Linked DNA regions of Rattus norvegicus: region 2 is linked to region 1. Evidence: chromatin contacts called from public Hi-C data. All regions are on one chromosome and are shown on one strand. Each heading gives the region's core, a stretch centred on a gene start, on an enhancer-like site or on the middle of the called end of the contact. The rest is flanking DNA. Distances are from core to core; before and after follow the strand shown.

Region 1 (7,742 bases), core at 1,494-3,993:
AAATGCTGACCACCAGACCTTTTACGGCTACAATTATGCCTCAGTTACCTTGCCTACGGGTGCTGCGTCCAATTCAACCACACAATGGGAAAACCATTCCTCTCTGAGAAATGAGAAAACTGAGACAAGACCAGACAACAAAGCTGAGTTTGGGAAAGGAATACATACAAAGACTATGCGTGAGCATCTAAACATTAACGATCATTGACACCACTATAGCACAAGGTTTATGGCACAACTCTGAACTAGGCTCAACATAGTGCTTTTACTCATCCTGTGCAGCACTTCCATAATTGCCTGTTTTACAGAAGAGGATAGTTACTGACAGCATGATGCGGTTAAGAATTGGATACGGTCACACTAGAAAGTGGCAGGCTTGGGGTTTGAACCCAGGTAATCTAATAGGAGAATCCAAGTTCTTAATGCTTCAAGGTCCATCCACTAAGAGCTAAACCTTTCAGAACTACTCACAGTCTAAGCCCTAAGCACAACCAGCAGGTCCCATAGCACCCTGCTCCATCATGCAGCTTCCAAGGGCCAAAAGAGCAACCTCCCACTCCCATTTCTCATAGGAACAGGAAGATGTATGCACTTCGGAGGGAATCTAACTGACCCCGGGCATCAAGCCTGGCTGTTGCCCTTGACAAACTTATAGCCCTGGTAAAGACCTAGAAAAGCATTATTTCAGTCTCCTGGGTTATAAATGGTCTTTCTCCCAGCCCCTCAAGTTTATAAGAGGTGTGCAAATTTTAAAAAGAGAGATGAGCTTCAAGTCCACTTCTCATCTGTTCCAGCCTCCGCCAAAACTAATGTTTTATGTGAGAATATAGCCTCACTCCTTAAACTCCGCAGGAGGCCTCTCTGACCACCAGAGGAACAGTAAAAAGGTGTGCACAGACTTCAAGACCAGAAATGGTTGTAACTAAAAAGCCAAGTACCACCACTTCCTCAACCAGCTTCTCTACCTCTGTAACTCTGGCTTCCTGCTGGGTCAGATAGGAATCAGATTCCACTCCCCACACCGGGACCCTTAGTCCACACCATCGCACCCGCATGTTCTCTCCACTCCAGCACACTGGCTGACATTCACACCGAATCCATAACCAGGTCAGGACCTCGGAACTTGCTGTTCCCACTACCTACATCTTCCTTCCATGTATGCGCACCACTGCTCCGTACCCCTCTGGACTCAAGTTTAAATGCCACCTCAGAAAGCGTCCTACCTGGTCCAAATTCTACCAACTCGCTCTTCCATAACTCTTCCTTATCACCGTCTGGGACTCTTCACGAGAGCTCACCCTCAACACGTCTACAGCAGCCACTCCCTCCAGAGCCTTACAGTATTTTCCTCTCAGCACTAACCTTAGCCCTATTTATCTTATCTGCTTGTTTGCTTTTGCATTCTGTTTCCCAGAGGAGCCTTGCGGGATGGTTGGGGACAGGGAAGGTGTCTGTCTTGTTCAGGGCCTTATAGTGGAACTCACTAAATGGATGATACCCCAGTATTTAAAACAGTGCCTAGCACATGTTTGGTCTCCACTACTCTTTGACCGACTGCACCCTCCTGCCTGTTCTGGAGAGCAGGCCTGGGGGAGGGGGGACTTCTGGGATGGGAGGCTTGTCCTCCATTCTACATCCAGCCCTGTGTTGGTGGAGGTGGCGCTGGCAGACATTACCTGCGCCTCACCGGCTTCATGCAGCTCTTCAGCTGCCTGGCCTCAGCCTCCACAGGACCCTGGCACTCAGGCTGTGGCTCCAGCTGCTGCAGCTGCTGCTGCTGGGGCAGCCCTTCAGCATCAGTGGGTGTGGGAGCGGGTGCGATCCGGAGCAGGACAGTGTAGTTGCGGCCATGGTTGTTGGCCCAGAAAGTGCCCTCGGGGGTCTCATAGCGCACCACGAAGTCAAGGCGCGCCCCATCGCCCGCACCCTCAGCAAAGGGCAGCTGGAAGGCAAAGCGGTCAGTGCGGCCACCGTCGTCGGGTGAGGAGGCAGACACCTGGCCAGGGCCCAGGCCTAGACCCGGATCCAGGAGGGGATCTCCTGCTCCTGTTCCTCCCACTCCTGCCCCAGGCGGGCTGCGTGGGACATAGCGCGCTGGGTGGTCGCAGAAGGTAGCCCAGCCGTCGTGTGAGGCCCGCACGTGCACCGCCTTCTCGAAGGAGCGGTTCAGCACGCGCACCAACCCGCGCACTACTGGCGGGCGCCCCCCAGGCACCCACACCCCGGAACCCCCGGGAACCGCTCCAGGAGGCGGCAGCAGCGCCTCCAACTCCACCATCACGCGCCCCAACCGCTCCAGACGGCCCGGCGCGGGCGGCAACGAAAATGTGGGCACCAGATAAAACCCCCCGCCAGCGGGAACGGGGCACAGCGGAGAGGGATCGGGAAAAGCCTCCTCTTCCTCCTCCCCTTCATCCCCATCCTCGCCATCATCATCCTCATCAGCCCCGCCACCGCCGCCATCTTGCCCGGTCGCCGCCGCCATCTTGCCCGCCCCGGGCCCGCCCCACGGCCGGTAGCGGCGTAGCTGCGCCAGAGGCAGCCCCAGGGCCTCGTCAGCGAACAGCACCCTCCGCGGGGCCACCGCCGCCTCAGTTGAGGCGCGGGGCTCTCCCGCAACCGGCGACGGGGGCGCGGGATGCCGCAGCGGTGGCTCCACAGGGGCCGTGCGCGCCATATCGGCGGCGGCGGCGGCGGCGGCGGCGGCGGCACCGACGGCACCGGCGGTGGGACCGGCGGGGGCAGGGCCTGAAAAGGCGGGCAGCCAATGAAAACGCCAGGACGGGGGGGTGGGGCTCCAGTGGAGCGTAGGCGGTGAGATAAAGACAGGTACAGCCAACAACCAATGGACAGCCACGCGGGAGTGACGTAAGGTGACTGACAAGCAGGAGAAGCTAGCAACCAATGAAGACGCCCGAGCGTGGGCGGTGTGGGAGGCGGGATGATCACGGAATCAATGGAGAGGCCTGAGTGGGGTTAATGCGGGACCGAAGATGTAGCTAGCAGAAGTATGACAGTTAGTAGGAAAGTCTGAGTACGAGCGGCACGGTGGGCAGTGGGAAGATGAAATGGCTACAGGCGATGGGGGCAGCGGGGAGCGAACCCAGAGGTCCAAAAACTGGGAGATCCGCAGGTTGTGTAGGCGGTGAGACGTAAGAAAGATAAAAAGAACAGCCAATGGAGAACTGCACGCGAATGATGTAGAGACAGAGTGACGATAATGGTTGCAACGAGCCAATGGGGAGTCCTGTGAGCGCACACTATGGCTTCAAGAGGCGGTAACAGGGTGGATCTAGCCAATACAGAGACTGAACAGAGTCTGGAAGGCAGTGTGTGAGCAGACACGGAGGCGGGGCTGTAGCGGGGGTGGGGGGAGCACTAGGGCATGTGAGGAGTGAAGGTGGGAGTGAGAAAGAGATGGAGAGCCAGGGTGAAGGCTGTGATATCTCAAGGGACAGTGCCAGTATAGGATTAACCAAAGCCGAAGCTAGACAAATGTAGCCAAAAGGATACTGTGGAGGCAAGATAGGAAAGCAAGCCCAAAGATGGTAGTGTAGGTGCTGCGAAGGAAAGCATGAGTAGCCAATAAATAGGTTAAAGTAGAAGAAGGTGCATAGGCTGAGCCTAAGCCTGAGTGATTGAGCACAGAATCAAAATTCAGTCAAACAATAAGATCGGGCCTTTGGGGGGATGGATTGACCTTTCCCTATTCTTCCATGACTCCCCATGGCCCCACGAATTCCCAGAGTCCCTAAAAACCCAGACTGCGCGGTTGTTGTGAGACCAAAGCAAAACAGTTCTCCTATCAGTTACTGGGTGTGTCCCGTCGGCCCCACACCACCACACACACCTCCCAGCCTTTTCGTGGCCAGTGTAACTAGCCAAGAACATTCTTGACTGTCCCTTAAAGTCCCGAGTTGAGCATTGAGATTCTTCAGGACTTGGCACCACTGCATGAATCGATCACAAAATAGAAAATAGAACCCTTTTTTGAAGAACTAGCTTTTTCTAACTCACACTTAGCACACATTTACTCTGACAGTATGTCATCACCAGTTGATCAGCTAATGTAAGTTCAAATCAGAGTCCTCCCCTTCTTGCTCATTTTGACACTTTTCACCCCACAGTGGCTTTCTTTCTCCCCCCTCCCTACCTCCTCTGATCAGAGTGCTGTCCCATCTATCTCTTTCATCTAGTGAATTCTTTTCATTCCTCATCTAAGGTCGCACCTCCTGTGGGAATGGCATAGATTTTGTCAGCATGTTCATTCACACATTCCCCACTCCTGTTTATTAACTTATTAGGACTTACTGACTGCTAAATGCCAGGTTCAGGGAAGGTTCTTATCTAACCCTCATAACCCCCCCTAACAGGAAGGCCATCCCTTGGCCCCCATAGTCTCTCTTCTCCTCCTGTCTGTGTCCGGGTCACGAAAGGAATATGTCCAGCTACAAGTAGCAGAATAATGAAGATTTAAACAATGTAGAACTTTAGAACTTTTTTCTCTCATCCGAAAGGTCAAGGCAGCAAGTAAATGATCGCAGGACTCCATCCTATCTGCCCATTTTAGGTACTAACTGTGCCCTGGTCTTGCCTCGGAGTCTCATTCTTCAGCAAATCCTGTAGGTTATCTATCCAAAGCATTTCCCAAGCAGGATATGGTGACGTATGCCTGTAATCCCAGCACTTGAGAAGCTAAGGCAGGAGGATCACTGAATTCAAAGCCTAGACTACAAGTGTGGCCTTGTCTAAAAAATAAAAATGGTTAGGAACAGCTCAGCAGTAAAAACCACTTCCTAACAAGTGCACGGGCCCCATCTCTAGCACCATTTTTTAAAATCCGAAATCCACCTTTTCACTACCACTCCATCAACAGGACCAGCACCAGTACCCTAGACTATACTACAGTAGTCTCCCCCTGGTTAGTCTCCATCCCATGTCCCTACCCCCTATTCCATACTCAGCACTCTAAAAGATCCTCTTAAGTCCTGACAGTAATGTCTCCTCTGCTCCCAACACTCCCCTGGCTTCTTCTACACTTAGTGGAAAAGCCAAACCTTCACCATGTCATAAAAGGCACAAGCCAACTGGTCCCTCTCTGACCTTACCTCCTGTTCCTCTCCTTTCCACTCACTTCAACCACACCAGACTCCTTGTTGATCCTGCACAAATCCAGTACCCTCACCTCAGGACATTCACATTGACCCACCATCCCACCCAGCTCTGCAGAATCCCCATGGCTCTCTTCCTCACCTTTGTCAAAGATCCCTTTCCCTGGGACCTTCCTCCTGACCTGTTAAATCCTGCCCATTCATCATCAACTACACCCACGCCCGTCCTCTTCCCCAGAAACCTATGTGAGCCAATATAGTAACGGTGTAGAGCAGATGCCATCCTCTGACAAGCTGACCCCTAGCGTCCACACTGCAAAGACCCTGGATTTACACATCAGTAACCTCAACACTCCCACACCCAAGGCCGCATACACTCAAGTAGCTTCCCAGAAATCTGTGTCACTTACCACTCATTCACTTATCCTGCCACCTCTCTGACCAAGCTTTGTCACAGAGTGGCAGGAAGACGGTAACAAGGATATAAAGAAGGATGCAGACCCTGAGAAAATGAGAACCTACTCCAAAACGAGACAGGTGCCAGGACAGGGGACTAGAACTGTCTCCATGGCATAGAAGATACAGAGATTGGTTGGGCCCAAGTGTCCGGAGAGCAAGGATCATTAACTACAGCCAGCTGCCCAAGACTCCCTGTTAGGTGCGCTCTTCACCCCTCCCCTACCCCTCCCACACACAACCACAACTGTTAAGCTCCTAGGATCCCTGCAGACCTCCAAAGTAAGAGGACCTCATCCCACCTCCGTCCCTCCCTCCCTCTCAACCCAGTACCTCCCCCAGCTTCCAGCCACCTCACAGGCCATGTTTGGTCTTAGATGTGTCCCACCAACTTAGAAGCCCCAGCCAGTGAAAGTTTTGCTTTGAGCTAATGGTAGGAAGGGTTGAGGGTTTTTTAATTGTTGTTGTTGTTGGCTGGTATTTTTAGTTTTTTTTTTCTATTCACCTTTTCACTTTGCTTTCCCCTCTTGTCTTTATAAAGCCAGGCTATCAGTTCCAGTCTTGTCTTTCCAAAAAGGTGAGTTAAGATGAGGAAAGTCACTGTCTTTTGTGTGTGTGTGGGGGAGGCAGTTGGGGGGCTCAGAAGATAGGGGAGAAGGGGAGAAAGTGCCAAATGAGGGAAAGAACAGAGGAGTATGGGTATTGTCCACCAGGTTAGCATCATGTAAATAAAAATTTATTTCTACTTTCTCTTCCTCAGGCCTGAAGCCAGGCTTACAAAGATGCTGCGGTGGCCATGCATTTGATACCTGGAACTCTTAGCTCTGCAGGATGCCAGGACACAGTTGGATACCTGGAACCCTTAAGTCTGCAGGATACCAGGACACCAAAGGCTGGAACCCTTAGCCTTGCCCTGTCAGAAAAAAAAAATCTGTGGAGACTGGTCTGTGTTAAGTAGTGCTTGCAGGGAGCAGGTCTTTGCCAAATCGAGGAAATGCAGCTGCCAAGTCTTGAATGCAAACCTTAAAACCTCACAAACATCAAGCTGCAGAAGAGTCTCCAAGTCCTAGAACTTCCCTGACATCGAATCATAGAAATTAAAACCCAACACTGTTGGCTTCTGGAAAACTGGTCACTTCAGAGTCCTGTGCTAAGGACCCTGGGATCTTGAGCAGGCTGCACCTCCATTTGACCCATCGGTCTAATATAACACAGTCATGATGAGATGGACTTCAAAGGGTGAGAACTGAACACAACTGTTTGTGAGAAGTGTTCGGCTCTGTGTCTGGAATGTGGAAAATTCTAGATAAATGTTGGCTACCAAAATTATTATGGCTGTTTAAAATCCTAAACCTTTGCAAACTGGAGCTTTTCTTCTCTTTTGTTCTTTGTGGATTATTTTTTTTTCTTTTTTCTTTTTCTTTTTTCTTTTTTTCGGAGCTGGGGACCGAACCCAGGGCCTTGCGGTTGCTAGGCAAGCGCTCTACCACTGAGCTAAATCCCCAACCCCGTGGATTATTTTTTTTTAACACAGAATCGGGCTATATAGCCCCAGGCAGCCTTACAACTCTTGATTCTTTTGCCTCAGTCTCTGGGGTCCTGGGATTACTGGTGTGTTCTACAATGCTGGGTGAAACTGGGGCTTTTCAGAGTAGAATGTTGCAAAGTTTAGAATCATCAGGCTTTGGTTATATTGTTTCTGACAGGACAAGGACCCTGGGCTGATTATGTATGGTTGTTTTATTAGTAACCAACAGCCGTGTGCATGTCGAGCAGTGAGCTGCACACCATCCTTTCTTCCCCTAGGCCTTCTTGGAGATGCTGGCTATATTAACATGGGGCCGGCCGTTAGGGCTGTTCCCAGGTGGGTGGCTGCTGGGTCAGAGTGCGCAAGCACAAACATAATGTGGAGATACTTGCCTTCTCACTCAGAGACTCTCAGCAGATTCTGGGAGCCAGCAATTCTGAGACTCTTTGATTCTGTGAATTTGTGGTGGAAGTACAGCCCACTTTTTTCTCCATGAATTGCCTTCCATGCCTTTTGCTTTCTATGGAAAGAAAGCTACGGGAGTGTCTAGACCTCCTGAGCCTTGACAACATGAATGGCGGTGATCATGTTAACGCTCCCTAGGGAAGCACCGAGGCTTGGAGCAGAATGAAGCCTCTGGAGACCAA
Region 2 (7,742 bases), core at 2,896-5,395, 260 kb before region 1:
CTGCGGCCAAAGTAATCTTTCTGAAACCAAATCTGCTTAAGTTACTTCCCTGTTTAGAACCTTTGTCTCCAGGATAGAGTATAAAAAGCCTTCCTAGAACATATAGGGTCCTTTATTTTCTGGCCTCCAACTCCCTTCCTTGATTCCTCTCACACCAGGCAAACAAAGCAAGCTGAAGTTCCTGAACAGTGCCACGTTGTCTGCCTAGAACGCGATTCCCTCACGTATCCATATGGCCAACTCCTACTCACTTTTAGAGCAGCTCAAACCTCAAAGTTCACCATGCTTTTTCTCTAGGCTTGCATCTCATTTTACACCTCTCCCTATGGTAATACTTAATGTGACACAGTTTATTCATAAGTCTGTCTTTCCCAGATCATAAGGAACCCGCCAAGCTTCTCCGCTTTACTCCTGTCTCTATTCTGTTTGGTGAATGAAAAGAATTTCTTAGGATTTAACTGCACGAATACACACACACACACGCGCGCGCGCGCGCCACATGTCATAGATGAGGAGGCCAGAGAACAATTCATGAGAATCTGTTGCCTCCTTCCATCACATGGACCTCGGGGACAGAACTCAAGATGTCTGTCTTGGTAGCAAACACCTCTACCCACTGAGCCTTCTCACTGTTTATGATAAATACCCATCAAAGCCAGCATACAATCCAAATCCCATTTAAACTGTCCATCCAGGTATATCAAAACTGTGTAACGTTTGGGTATGTGCGTGTTTTAAATCACGAACTCAAGAGAATATTTTGAAAAGACTCATTAACCCCACAGGCATCTCTGGCTTCTGAACATTCACAGACATTGAAGCTATTTTTTTTTTACTCTATTTCGTATAAGTGGTCCTGAACCTTTTGTGCGTCACAGACACAGTTCCGTAGTTTCTATCAATTAATTCTTAAACCCACATTTCTTCTGTGGTCATCATAAGATTGGATTCTAATAAAAATCCGGAACATTCTGAAGACTGACGCCCAACCTCACTAAAAATAACAACTTTGCATGAGATAGAATCCACAACAAGAGATATAATTTATCACCGAAAACATTGTTGAGCTTGGCTCTTGGGTACGTTATAATATGAAAATCAGTATCTTCCTTCTGCCACCAAAATATAAACATAAGATTCAATGAGCCTTTCAACTGCCAAAACCCAAAAGATGTCTTCATTAAGAAGAGGAAGCTTGAGAGGCAACTAAGTGTGTCTCCCCCTACTTTCAAGAATCTTACAATACAAATTTGCTTGAAATAAATGAAAACCACAAATTGGGAAAAATGTATCTCTCCTTCCATATAATCCCCAGGAATACATGTTTAATTGAAGGAAATTCTTTTCAATGCTTCTGGTATAATATTTGTCTGATTCGCCATTAACATCCACTTTAGAATCATATGAATATTCGAGCTAACAACAGCTTCTCTTACATAAATGTGCATTGTCCTAGTAAAGAAAGGGTTAAATTAAAGAAACAGCTGGCTGGCAGTCATAGCTCTGGGGGTGCGGTGGGGGTGGAAGACAGCAGGAGGAAAAACCAGTTAGAGGAATAAGTGTTAATTTCTTACCCTGCCACATGGCCATCTTGTACCTATCTTCTCCCAAGCTAGGTAACAGGCTCAGAGCTTTCCAGAGGCACCCCCAGTTTTGGAGGGGGACTTAAAGGAGGGTATAAGTGGAGATGCAACTGTGTGGTTCTGCTTTCTGCAAGATTCTAAGGCCCCAAACCTGAAAATGTAAAACAGAAGAATGAAAATCACCAAAGAAGACAAAGAATTTCAAATTCTTGAAAATGAGACCCTGAGCCCCTCTGAACCTCTCTTTGAAAGACACCATACACAGTGTCAAGTTCCCCTCACCCCTTCACGGCAGTATTGCTGGTGCGAGAGTACAGATCTATCACCAGTTAACACTGTCATTCACTGCTGTAGGGTTCTGTATGAATCTGGGACTTCAGTAAATGAGGCTGGACACTCATTAAGGGATGAGTAAGGGGTTGGTTGAGATAAATTGTGATAGCCATTGTGCTTTGTATCTTAAAGTTCCACACTCCGGTGAATGAATTCTTCTTCTGCCCATGAAGATTCAGGGTTACATGAAGACATCAGTAGAAAAGAGAACAGACTCTGTGAATAAAGTGTTAAAATAAATCTTACATATAAAAAAGGGAGTGTAATAAAAAGTAAGAACTGATGACACCCATGGGGAGGTGGGTCTTCCTTTCCCCTTTATTTTGTATTTTCCTCGCTTTGCAAAATTCCTATAGTGAACATATTATATTGTTTGTATAGTGAGGGAATGAGTCAAGGACAAAGAAGAACATACAACTAGAATATTAATATTAATACAATCAAAGTAACTTAGCTAACTCCCGGTAATACATTTTCAAATTCAAAGCTGTTGAGAAAGCATCTCCGTTAAAAAGAGCTTGGTGTCCCAGCCTAAGTTCAGTCCCTGGACTCCAAGTAGAAATGGAAAGAAAGAACTGACTATGGAAAACTGCGCCCCCACCCACAAGCACATGCATACACGCGAAACCATACTGATAAAATTTGAATCTTTAAATTCAATCTTAATGCTGTTTCCAGTTATATGAAAGGAGTTAGAAAGCAAAGGAAAAAACTAACAGGTGTGACTACTGGCCTTAGTTTGGTGTGTAAGTTTCATACATTAAGCACTTTGTCCATTTAAACAAGTTTTTAAATACTTTATAGCATAAAAGCTAATTTGCATTTTTTCTAGAAAGGCCCTCACCTTTTTGGCCTGAGGCGAATTTCTATTTCTATTGATTTTTACAGAACCAACGTGTGCAACTGTGAAGTGGAAAAGCTAAAGCCCTAACGCTCAAGGCTAATACTAGTTTGAGAAGAGTGTTGGCCCTCTTTAGTGACCTCTTTTTCTTTAAAGAACAAAAAGGTTCATGTGTGCACCAGTCCTCAAAACTCCAACAAAGATCTGGCTTTGGATGGGGAAAGGCTCCTGAAATCCAAGAAAAAGAGTGCTTAAAAAACTTAAACTCTGAGGATGAATTCCCCCAGGAAAAAGTGAGTTATCTGAAACATGGCACAGTTTAAGTTTGCCCCCCACCCCATTTTGCTTACTGTTACAGAAGTACTGATCAGTGCAGTGCGTCGTGGAACAAGGGGAAATTTAACAGCTCTGAAATTAAACCCGGGAAATTACTAATAGATTTATGAAGTATGTGTAAAGCAGAATCTCCCTGGCTTTTAATGCTTCACCTTCTGGCTTTCCCCTCATTTACTCGGTGCAACTTCCACTGACGTTATCACACCGACACACGTCCAACTTCAGGCAACTGTTTCGTTCTGAAACGTTCCTAAAGGTAAAAAGCGCGTCAAAGTTAAGCTAAAGCTTTCTTTCCATTACTAGTAAAGGCGCTGGAACGCGGGGCTCCAATGTCTGGAAGCAGCAGCTAAGCGCATTGGGCGGCAAAGGGGGAAAACGCAGACCAACTTCTTCGCCCAGGCCCTCTGGACTGCACCTCACTAAGAACCCCTCGAAACCTGTGGCAGGTCCAAAGCAGGAGCGAGCAGAACCTGGCCTCTGCTGCGCTTTCCCAGCGAACGCCGCCCCAGCCCTGTCTTCTGGAGAAGCGACGCGGGCAGCCAAGCTCCCAGCTTTCAAAGCTGGGCGGGCTTGGCGCCGCTTGGCAAGGAAACTTCGATCGGCAGCCTGGGGACCCTGATCCCAGAACTGGGCTGGGCTGCCGAGGAGATGCCGCCCCGCTCTGGCAGGAACCAGCCTGTCCACCTCCTTCGGTGGCGGCCGGGCAGGGAACGCCAGCTCCGGGGACCGCGGTGGCAGACGAGCGCTCTTCCCTGCTCGTTGTACCAGGGGGGCTCCTCGGGTGGGCCGGCGGCCGGCGACCTGGGAAGGACGTGTTGGGGAAGGAAAGCCCGTTTGCCTTTACCTGTCACCGGGGTCCAGCGCCGCGGAGCCCGTGTCCACCGGCGGTGGGCAGCGCGCTCAGTCGGCTCTGGCGTTCCACACGGCGAGTAGAGCTAGCGCCCCACGTAGCCGGCGGAGCTTCATTCACACAGCCCAGCCGGGAGGAGGGGGAGCGGAGCGGGAGCGAGGCTCATGTGACAGGCGCCTTGGAGTATTAGCTCTGCCAAGACGGAGTCTGCGCATGCGCGCCACGGAGGGCCCTCTCCAGGCACCTCGGCCCAGCCCGGGGGGAAAACGCGGCCAAGAAGCTGCTGCTGGGAGGAGCTTCGGCATGCGCAACCGCAATAGGGTAGCCAGGCTTGCAGCCATATTTAATGAGGACTGGGCGGATCCAACCCAAGTGCGGGGCGTGTCAGTTGCATTTGGAGAAAAGCACAGCTCCATTCGGTTCCATTGTTTGCAGATTGCCTACCTTGGTTTTGCTTTTGTCTTTAGAACAAACTGTTTATCCTGAGCATCTTGACCACAGCGTAATAGTAGAAATATAATACTAATGACATCAGACCACATATTTAGCCTCCTAGATACCAGGCATTGTTCTGGCTTACTATACCTTCTTTATTCGTTGCATTTAATGATCACAAGAACTCACGAAGAATGTATCGTTGTTTATTTTCCCTCGTAAAAATACAGAGGCACAGAAAGGTCGCATAGCTTTTCCGATCTCACACTGTAGTAGCAATAGAAAGAGTGATCAAATATGGTGATGCTTGCAGGGGCCAATTTAATCTCATACAGGGAAATCTATATTGCAGTTATTTATCGATATTATCGCCAATTTAATCATTACCAAGCGAAAACTCAAGCTGACACATACTCCTAATCCTAATCCTCCAATTTAGGGGTTGGAGGTAGGAGAATCAGTCCGAGGTCACCCTAGGCTATACAGCAAGTTTCAAGGCAGGGCACTGTCTCAAAAACGGACAAACAAAACACAAAATGAAGTTCAGATTCCAACTGAAGTCTCTCCGTCTCCAAAGCCATTTCAAACAATTAGAAGAAATATCCTATCCTTGTAAAGAATGAGCAGGCTACACAAAGAGTGCAGCGAATTAATTTGTTGGAAGAACTAAGATTGGAATCCGCATCATCAACAAGTACTCAAATTCAGAATCTGCTAGAGTAAACAGTATTTTTTTCTCAACTTTCTTGCAACAGGGCCTCACTATCCCTGGATGCCTGAAACACACTATGTAGACTAAGCTGGCCTTGAGATCACAGGTATTCAGTTGCTCTGCCTCCCAAGAGCTGAGATTGTAGTCCTGTGCCACACCCCTAGGCTTTTTTTTTTCTTCGAGAAGTTCATACGTGCATACAATAAACTATAATCCTATATGCTTCCATTTGCCCCCTCCAGTTCTCCTCAAGAAACCCAAATTCCCCCAACACCTCCCCTCCTAATTTAAAATTCCTTGTTTTATTAACCCAATAAATCCAGTTAGTGTTGCCCATATTTGCTAGCATGTAGGACCCTTCAACAGAAAAGAAAAAACCTATCAGAGGCCACACCCTCAAAGAAAAGTGATTCTTTCTCCCCAGAAAGCTATCAACTACCAATGGCATCTCAGTAAGAAACAGAGCCTGGGTATCATCTCTCCCATCTCTGTGGGAATGTTGGTGGCTTGGTCTTATTCTTGAGTTCAAAGACCTTGTGTACAAAAGACAGTATTTTACAGCCCTCCTCTGAATGCTCCAGCTCCTGCATTCTTTCAATCTCCTCGTGTAAGATGGCCCTTGGGCCTAATTAGGACTAAGGTTGAGAATTCTGTCATTTAGACTCAGGGCTGAGCACTCAGCCTCTTCTCAGAACTTTGACCGGTTATGAGTCTTTGCTGCCCATGGCAAAAAGAAGCTCCCCTGACCAAAGTTGAGAACAGCCCAGATCTGTAGCTATAAACACTAGCATTGGAAGTCAATCATTGAGCTAAATTAAAATGCCAGGTTCTACCCAAGGACCTATGGGCTCCCCAGACATGGAGTTACAGTATCAGGTATAAAATTCCCTCCTGTGGTGCAGGTTTCACATTGGATCAGAAACTGGGCAGATCAGCATTGTTAACATGCAGGGACCAAAGTTGGGTAAGGCCATGTATGCGCAATGAATTTTGAATGGCTACTTTGGACAAACTAAAGGTTTGAAATACAAAGCCTGTATCTTGGGCCAACCCATGTAAAGCTTCCAGATATAAATCTATAATCAAACACAATCAAGATTTTGGCTTGTTTTAATACAAAACCTAACAGGGAAACAAACATGGTCATGTCATGAAGACAAAAGGTAGGGTCGTGGGAGAAGACTAAACTTCAGATGATTTTTTTTAAAGCCATACTTCGATAAGCTCAAACCAAGGCAGAGTTATCACAGGATCTCCCCTGGAAGGATCTGAACTGTGAAAAGAATCCAGAGTTCTGCATCCTTGGGAACCCTGGAGTAGATATGAAATGTTGAATCCAGATAGGCTTTATCTGGATCTATACCTGAGCCCCAAATCAAAGCTTCTTCTATGAGCCAGCTGCACATATGCTCTCCACACAAATGGGGTGATTTATTGATGGCAATACTAATGGATGATTACACGTGGCAGACAGCAAAGATTCTGCTAGCTTGTGATTGGAGAGAACGAAGGGAATTTTTAAACCACCATGGTTATTCACACTACAGCAGATCAAAGCACAGAGGTTGGGAGTAGTATGAATAGAAGAGGGGAATGAGACTAAATTGGAAGGACTGTGAATGCTGGACAAACATTTGTACTTAATTCAGAGACAAATGGAGGAAAATTTGAGGATGTTTGCTTTGACGTGTGTGTGTGTGTGTGTGTGTGTGTGTGTGTGTGTGTGTGTTGTACACACGGACAGGCTTCCCTTAATTATGCACTTTACCAATATGCCCAATAGTTAAAACGTTTGAACAAGGCAATCCTTTTGTTAGAACTCTTCCTTAAGCACAGAAATCAGGGGCGATTTTGTTTGAGAAGTTTCTCTTTTCTGTCTTTTCTTTCTTTTCCCACAACACTGCAGGATAGAAAAACAAGAGTTCACTTGTGGACTGATCAGAAGGGCCCCCACCGAGACCCCCCCTGAACTATAATAAAAGTAAGGATAAAAAGCGTCTTCTCTGATAAAGGAGTATGAAAAAGGGCAGGGTGATCGTAAGCAAATTTATTCCTCGAAGACATGAGTCTTTGCTTGAAATGTAGGATTATTTGAGAGGCCTGGAGTCGCAAAGATTATGATGGGGTTGCAATACATGAAAATGGCCACTGGGTGTCGCCACTGACCGCCAACAGCTTGGAGGGCTCCAACATTTAAACACACCCAATCCAATGCCTACACACACACAGACGCACACCACACACACACACACACACACACACACACACACACACACACACACTTCATCTTTTGTGAGTTAAAAAAAGAAAAATGTCGTGACAGCCGGAGGCATAGAGACATATTAGCTGTTTTTCCTTTTTTCTTTCTTTTTTTTCTTTCTTTTTCTTTTTTTTCTTTTTGAGTTACCAGGTTTTTCACTCTTCAGGTTTCTGAGTAGTAAAATGATATCTCATGCTTAAATGTATTAATAATGTGGACCGTTTATAATAAATTAAGCACTTAATAAATGTTACCTATTATTAATGAAGATGACAATGATAATGGTGATGGGGGTGGGAGGGTAGGGGTTGGGGTGGGGGGGTAATAAGGAGTAGGAGGAAGAGGAAGGCTCCTTGATTAAGGTCCCTAGATTTAAGAGGAAATATTTGTGG

What was found. A called contact is a pair of places that touch in the nucleus more often than the background predicts.
Region 2: a contact with region 1 is called in a Hi-C map of mammary epithelial cells, with 3 times the contacts expected there. The contact joins the promoter of Clcn5 here to the promoter of Ppp1r3f in region 1. A contact is called at or near these places in 2 of 12 Hi-C or Micro-C datasets (frontal cortex and mammary epithelial cells).

What each region holds. Positions count from the first base shown.
Region 1 is chrX:17,596,231-17,603,972 of GRCr8, reverse strand. Ppp1r3f (protein phosphatase 1 regulatory subunit 3F) reads right to left here and starts at 2,743. Exons shown (of 4, transcript NM_001401176.1): 1 at 1,677-2,743. The coding sequence starts at 2,677. It also overlaps a transcript of Foxp3 not described here.
Region 2 is chrX:17,853,663-17,861,404 of GRCr8, reverse strand. Clcn5 (chloride voltage-gated channel 5) reads right to left here and starts at 4,145. Exons shown (of 14, transcript NM_001414393.1): 1 at 3,938-4,145; 2 at 1,575-1,734. The coding sequence starts at 1,590.